2 separate regions of the Rattus norvegicus genome follow, and region 1 is linked to region 2. Evidence: chromatin contacts called from public Hi-C data. All regions are on one chromosome and are shown on one strand. Each heading gives the region's core, a stretch centred on a gene start, on an enhancer-like site or on the middle of the called end of the contact. The rest is flanking DNA. Distances are from core to core; before and after follow the strand shown. Region 1 overlaps LOC100911221 (a long non-coding RNA gene). Region 2 holds the start of Jun (Jun proto-oncogene, AP-1 transcription factor subunit).

Region 1 (3,552 bases), core at 323-2,822, 48 kb before region 2:
CTATTCCCTGCAGTGCTCTCTATATCTAGAATAAAAACCTAGCACACAGTAGGACCTCAGAGCAGTGAGCTGAACAAATGAACAAACAAGGTGGAAGAGATGGAGAAGAAAGACAAAAACTTAAATCTAGAGGAAGAAAACATACTATGCACCACTAAGCTAGGCGCACCTTCTTCCGTCAATCAACAGCTACACATTAAACTCTCAAGCAGTTGAATGAGTTAGGTACTGTTCTCACTTTCTAGGTAGGGAATCTGAAGCCGCTCTATAACTCTGTAAGCATCCTTTGCTCACTCCTTACAACGTGTAATTAGTCATATCTTGTTTGTTCTGTTATTCTTGACCCTTGTGATGAGTTGAATGGGGCCAACAAGGCTTGTTGACAGGAAATGTGTGACAGTCATTGTATCTGGAAAGGGCTCCTTGAATGTTGAGTTAAGAATCTCAAGACGAGATGGTCCTGGATCCTGGTGGGGCCTAAATCCAATGACAAATGTCTTTATATGGGTGGGTGGTGAAGAAGGCAATAGGAAGACAGAGCTAAACAACAGTGGTGCTCTGTGAGTACTTGAAAGCTGAGGCCAAAGTTCCAGGAGCCATGGAAGACGGGAGAGAGGCCTTTCCTCAGAGCCTCCAGCAGGAGACAAGCCCCATAGACATGTTACCAGCAGATTCTCCTCCAGAGCTGTGAAATAGTCCACATGTGTCATTTTAAGCTACCCATCTCTGCCCTCATGAGAGTAGTCAGAAAAGCAGTGTGCTCCCCCACTCACCCCAACCCGGACCCTGAAACTAAACTGAAAGTGCACTCCACGAAATCCTTCAGGGCTACCTAGAGGTGCAGGGTCAAAGCAAAACCATGACAAGCACTGGTAAAAAGCTGAAACACATCACTACCCAGATCTCTCGAGCGGAAGGCAGGACCCAAGGCTCTCTGCTCTTCTCTTACCAGCACGTGGTCCTCAGACTAATGTCACAACAGTAAAGTCTGCTGTTCCTTCCTCCTATGGGGACGAGCAGGCAAAGGCAATCATCTCCCAGCTTATGAAATGCCCGGAGACTTCTTCCTCAGGGCATTCTCAGAGTAGCCACCAACTCTTAACAATCAACAGGACCACAAGGATACAGGCTGTTGTGGGCCCCATCTTGGCCTTGCACCATGTCCTGGCAGAACACTGTTGCTTCACACCGATCCTTCACACTTCCATTGTCACCCTAGCCCAGCTGTGCTTAGGAGTACTGCTGGTCTGGGCCCTCCTAAGTGAGAGCAGCACCCAAGGAGGCTCAGCACCCAAAGGAAGCAGACCCATGGCCCTTTCTGACAGCACAACAGGGCAGGAGGCTTTGGCCCCACACTTAATGTGGCCCTTTCCTTAAGCCCGCTTTGACTTCTATCGGGTGTATATTATGGCACCTAGGAGAGAAGCTGGCAAGTCATAAGTGTGCCAATGCCACCATTCTACCTTCTTTTTCTGAAACCAATCAAAGATGCTTGCTTTGATGCCTTCAGCTCAGCAGATGGCTAACACCAGCGCCTCCCACGGAGCTGAGCCCAGTTAAGTGTTTCATTGATGGCAACTGCCGTTTTTCACTCACTGAGCATGTGTGAGCAGCTGTATGATCCAAGGACCAGAGAGCTCTAAGGGAGCACACAGCCTCCTTGCCATTCTCCATGTGAAATAGAGAACACACGGAGAACTACCTGATTTCTCTTCCCGGCCCTGGGCACTGGCAAGAACGTCTCCGAGGAACTGGTGCCCAGGGCAGCCTCACCACTCAGGAGGCCCTGGGGGCCTATTGGGGCTCAGCAGAAATGTAGACAGATGGAAGAGATTAGAAGACTGGGCACGTAGGAAGAGGTCCCATTCCAAAGCAAATGCATTCTTGCTGTGCAACTCTGACACTCACATCCTAAAAATTGTTATTTAATGTACTGTCCACATCCGAACATGACTCACCTTCTGAAATGGAAATCTGGGTGGTTACCAACTAGGGACAGGAGAGCACTTGTTGGTAGCCCCACAGGCAGTTGTTGACCTTAGGCTGGAGGCCACCCTGCAGGCTACAGGGACTCCATAGCTGAAGCCTTGGCCTAGGAGAACCTTGACCTCGTCACAGATGGATTTGTTTCTGATCCGGTGTGGCAAATTTCTAAATCTTGGCTGTGGGCTGACATTTGCTCCTCTCAGAAAAAGAGCAGGGGCCCAGCAGGTTCTAATTGACTCCAAAGGAGAAGCAGCTGGAGGAATTCTGCAGTGCACTGATTAAGGAAGTTCATTGTCAGGTTGTGGTTTCCAGTGGATGGGGCCCCCTCTCCTTCCTTGCCCAACTCTGGGCTGTCAAAGAAACCTTGGAAAATCAAACTTGCCTCATCCATTCATCCAGAGCTAGAACTCAGACAAAGCAGGAGGGAACTTAGAAATAAAAGCATCCGTCTTACACGATCCTCATAAGTACTTGTCATTGGGGTCAGTGCTTCATAAATGTGACTTCTAGCTCATAAACTCATATGGCAAAACAGGGCATCCTGGACTGACAAATGGGGAGATAAGGACTTCGAATGACAGACCCTGCTCTCCACCTCACAGCTACTTAGCACCTTCTTTGAGTAAATAGAAGATTACCTTCCAGTCCACCCACACAATCAGCCCTCTGAGGTTGGTGTCACTTTTGACCCCATTTAATAGAAAAGAAAACTGAGGAAGAAATCGTTATATGACCTAGAGCTTGAGGGATCCAGCATACCAGCTGTCAGTGCTTTCTCTGCCACCCAAATCTAGGTCTTTCTGATTATGAAATCTGTAACAGTCAAGCGCGCCGTGTGCCACCCGCTCTTTTTAGTGTTTAACGTGTCACCCCATCCAGTCTTCGAGGTGAGCCCATGCTGTGTGTTACATTTTCACACTTTTACAAATAAAGAGACCGAGGTTCAGTAATAAGGAGAAGCAGAACTCCGTGCAGGCCTGAGCCTGGAGGGCTACTCGTAAAGCCAGTGTGCTCCCCCAAGTCTCGTGGAGGGCTCATGGAGTTTCTGATCTTCTGTCTGCTGCTGTAATTTTATCATTCTTAGGGAACACTGGGAGCCAGCATCAAACCTGGCTCCAGGCTTGGCGGGGTCCCTTCTGTCATTCTTTCCTACGTCGGCCTTCAAACGCTGCTGTAAAAAATGCATTTGAGATTTGAACCATACCATGTAAGCTACAAACAGATGATTAATTTAAACTGATGTTGATTTTTATAGACTATTAAGAGTGAAATGAGTTTCATATATTTACTAACTTAAAAGGACATGAAGTTTGTGGTTTTTAAATTACTGTAAAAATGACTAGTAGGATTTTCCCCTTCTATAAAGCTGAAGTGAATAGCACCTTTGAAAAGGTAAACATTTCCAAATAGGGTCTCCTAGGCCTTGCAGCTCTCTAAGGCAAAGGGAAAGTGACACACTGAAAGGAGACAGAGTGGGAACTAAATTGCATGCCTTGTCAATCAGCCCAGATACTGAATGCCACTGGAGGTGTCTGTGTACCCAGCACTTTCTAGGGGCTGCCAACA
Region 2 (3,241 bases), core at 62-2,561:
GGTGGAGGGCGGATAGCAGAACCTTAGAAAAGAAACAACTTACATGTGTCTAGCGCTTCCTAGAGGCCGCACAGGATATGAATCCACCATCGAGCGGGGAGGGGATTTTTCAGTCTTTCTACCAGGGACTCCTGCTTAAGCACCGTGACTCGGGGCGAGTCCGCAGCTCTCAAGGCTTGTTTTCCCAGAAGCAAATCAGGGAGGGAGGAAGGGCGGGCGCGAACTGAGTGTGCGCGGGGCTGTGTGTATGTGCTAGTGCAGGCGAGCGCTGGGGTTTCCTGAGTTTCGAACCTTTATATGTTGCTTTCCATACCCCAAGGAGCCGGGGTGGCATCTTTCACACCTAGAAGGGGGTCCCTCCGAGGTAAAGCGAACCCCTCCCGGCACGTCCCCAGAAAATGAAGTGTTGTGCCGGGGACCCTGGTGAATTCATTCCGAGCACAGCAAATCTCTGGTTTCCAGCACAGCACACTGCGGCGCAGATCCTTCTCCGAAACTAAACTTCCATGCGCACTCGGCGTGGGAGGGCCACTCTCAAACCCGCTCAACTTCAACCCACTTGCCGCTCCCGCACCCGGGGCGAACACAACCATATTAACCCGCGTCGCTCTGTCTCCCGGAAGTGCGGGGGTGCGGAGCCAGCTTCAATCGCCCAGATCATTCAGCCCTTTCACGGGTGTGTTCGTGTGTTCGTGTGTGTGTGTGTGTGTGTGTGTGTGTGTGTGTGTGTGTGTGTGTGTGTGTGTGTAACCTCTACTCCCACCCAAGCCCTCCGCCCCAGGCCACCAGCGCGTCTCCCCAGCTTTCTGGATCCCCGCGTCTCGGTCTGGGTCCCCAGCCCTGAACTTGAGCCCGCCTCCGACAGACTCCGCAAGGGTCCAGCGGACCCGGCAGCCTCCGTCACTAGACAGCCAAACCAAGACGTCAGCCCACAATGCACCGGGCGGGCCGGGAAAGACGCGCCGGGGAGGGAACCCGGGAACACAAGCCGGAGCAACGCGCGGGAGGGGGAGGGAGGTGGAGAAAGAAGGGCCCAACTGTAGGAGCGCAGCGGAGCATTACCTCATCCCGTGAGCCTTCGCGGGCCCAGAGAAGAATCTTCTAGGGTGAGGTCTCCATGGCGACGGGTGGGCCCGCCCCCTTGAGAGCGACGCAAGCCAATGGGAAGGCCTTGGGGTGACATCATGGGCTATTTTTAGGGATTGACTGGTAGCAGATAAGTGTTGAGCTCAGGCTGGATAAGGACTCAGAGTTGCACTGAGTGTGGCAGAGACTGCCTAGCTGGAGAGCGCTCAGGCAGACAGACAGACGGACGGACTCGGCTAACCTGGTCGTCCGCGGACTCCGGGCTGTTCATCTGTTTGTCTTCATTTTCTGACCAACTGCCTGGATCCAGCGCCCGCAGCTCCTGCACCGGTGTTTTGGGGAGCACTTGGAGAGTCCCTTCTCCCGCTTTTCCCGGAGAAGAAGCTCACAAGTCCCGGCACTGCTGACAGCATCGAGAACGGCTCCGGACCGCGCGAGGAAATAGGCGAGCGGCTACCGGCCAGCAACTTTCCTGACCCAGAGGACCGGGAACAAGTGGCCCGGAGCGAACTTTTGCAAAACCTCTTCTGCGCCTAAGGCTGCCACCGAGACCGTAAAGAAAAGGGAGAAGAGGAACCTATACTCATACCAGCTCGCACAGGCGGCTGAAGTTGGGCGAGTGCTAGCCGCGGCTGCCTAGCGTCCCCCTCCCCCTCACAGCGGAGGAGGGGACAGTTGTCGGAGGCCGGGCGGCAGAGCCCGATCGCGGGCTTCCACCAAGAATTCCGTGACGACTGGTCTGCGCCGCCGGAGAACCTCTGTCGCTGGGGCTGGTCCGCGGGCTCCGAGGAACCGCTGCTTCCCGAGAGCGCTCCGTGAGTGACCGCGACTTTTCAAAGCTCCGGATCGCGCGGGAGCCAACCAACGTGAGTGCAAGCGGTGTCTTAACCCTGCGCTCCCTGGAGCGAACTGGGGAGGAGGGCGCAGGGGGGAGCACTGCGGTCTGGAGCGCACGCTCCTAAACAAACTTTGTTACTGAAGCGGGGACGCGCGGGTATCCCCCGCTTCCCGGCGCGCTGTTGCGGCCCCGAAACTTCTGCGCACAGCCCAGGCTAACCCCGCGTGAAGTGACCGACTGTTCTATGACTGCAAAGATGGAAACGACCTTCTACGACGATGCCCTCAACGCCTCGTTCCTCCAGTCCGAGAGTGGCGCCTACGGCTACAGTAACCCTAAGATTCTGAAGCAGAGCATGACCTTGAACCTGGCCGACCCGGTGGGCAATCTGAAGCCGCACCTCCGAGCCAAGAACTCGGACCTTCTCACGTCGCCCGACGTCGGGCTGCTCAAGCTGGCGTCGCCGGAGCTGGAGCGCCTGATCATCCAGTCCAGCAATGGGCACATCACCACTACACCGACCCCCACTCAGTTCTTGTGCCCCAAGAACGTGACCGACGAGCAGGAGGGCTTCGCCGAAGGCTTCGTGCGCGCCCTAGCTGAACTGCATAGCCAGAATACGCTGCCCAGTGTCACCTCCGCGGCACAACCTGTCAGTGGGGCGGGCATGGTCGCTCCCGCTGTGGCCTCAGTAGCTGGCGCTGGCGGCGGCGGCGGCTACAGCGCCAGCCTGCACAGTGAGCCTCCGGTCTACGCCAACCTCAGCAACTTCAACCCGGGTGCGCTGAGCAGCGGCGGTGGGGCGCCCTCCTATGGCGCGACCGGGCTGGCCTTTCCATCGCAGCCCCAGCAGCAGCAGCAGCCGCCTCAGCCGCCGCACCACTTGCCCCAACAGATCCCGGTGCAGCACCCGCGGCTGCAGGCGCTGAAGGAAGAGCCGCAGACGGTGCCGGAGATGCCGGGAGAGACGCCGCCCTTGTCCCCCATCGACATGGAGTCTCAGGAGCGGATCAAGGCGGAGAGGAAGCGCATGAGGAACCGCATCGCTGCCTCCAAGTGCCGGAAAAGGAAGCTGGAGCGGATCGCCCGGCTAGAGGAAAAAGTGAAAACCTTGAAAGCGCAAAACTCCGAGCTGGCGTCCACGGCCAACATGCTCAGGGAACAGGTGGCACAGCTTAAACAGAAAGTCATGAACCACGTTAACAGTGGGTGCCAACTCATGCTAACGCAGCAGTTGCAAACGTTTTGAGGACAGACTGTCAGGGCTGAGGGGCAGTGGAAGAAAAAAATAACAGAGATAAACTTGAGAACTTGACT

The links. Hi-C and Micro-C count contacts between places; a contact is called where the count stands out from the background.
Region 1: a Hi-C map of mammary epithelial cells shows a contact between it and region 2, with 2.7 times the contacts expected there. The contact joins the enhancer-like site here to the promoter of Jun in region 2. A contact is called at or near these places in 2 of 12 Hi-C or Micro-C datasets (the Rat2 cell line and mammary epithelial cells).

What each region holds. Positions count from the first base shown.
Region 1 is chr5:115,059,036-115,062,587 of GRCr8, reverse strand. LOC100911221 (a long non-coding RNA gene) reads right to left here. Exons shown (of 10, transcript XR_010051917.1): 8 at 1-3,552. Among named protein-coding and RNA genes, the nearest start is that of Jun, 48 kb to the right of the region's middle. Within about 2 kb of position 1,572, at least 21 of the 93 cell types and tissues checked have an H3K27ac peak or open chromatin away from gene starts, as enhancers often do.
Region 2 is chr5:115,011,063-115,014,303 of GRCr8, reverse strand. It overlaps Jun (Jun proto-oncogene, AP-1 transcription factor subunit), which reads left to right and starts at 1,311. Exons shown (of 1, transcript NM_021835.3): 1 at 1,311-3,241. The coding sequence starts at 2,169. The coding sequence ends at 3,173. LOC100911221 (a long non-coding RNA gene) reads right to left here and starts at 1,049. Exons shown (of 10, transcript XR_010051917.1): 1 at 44-1,049.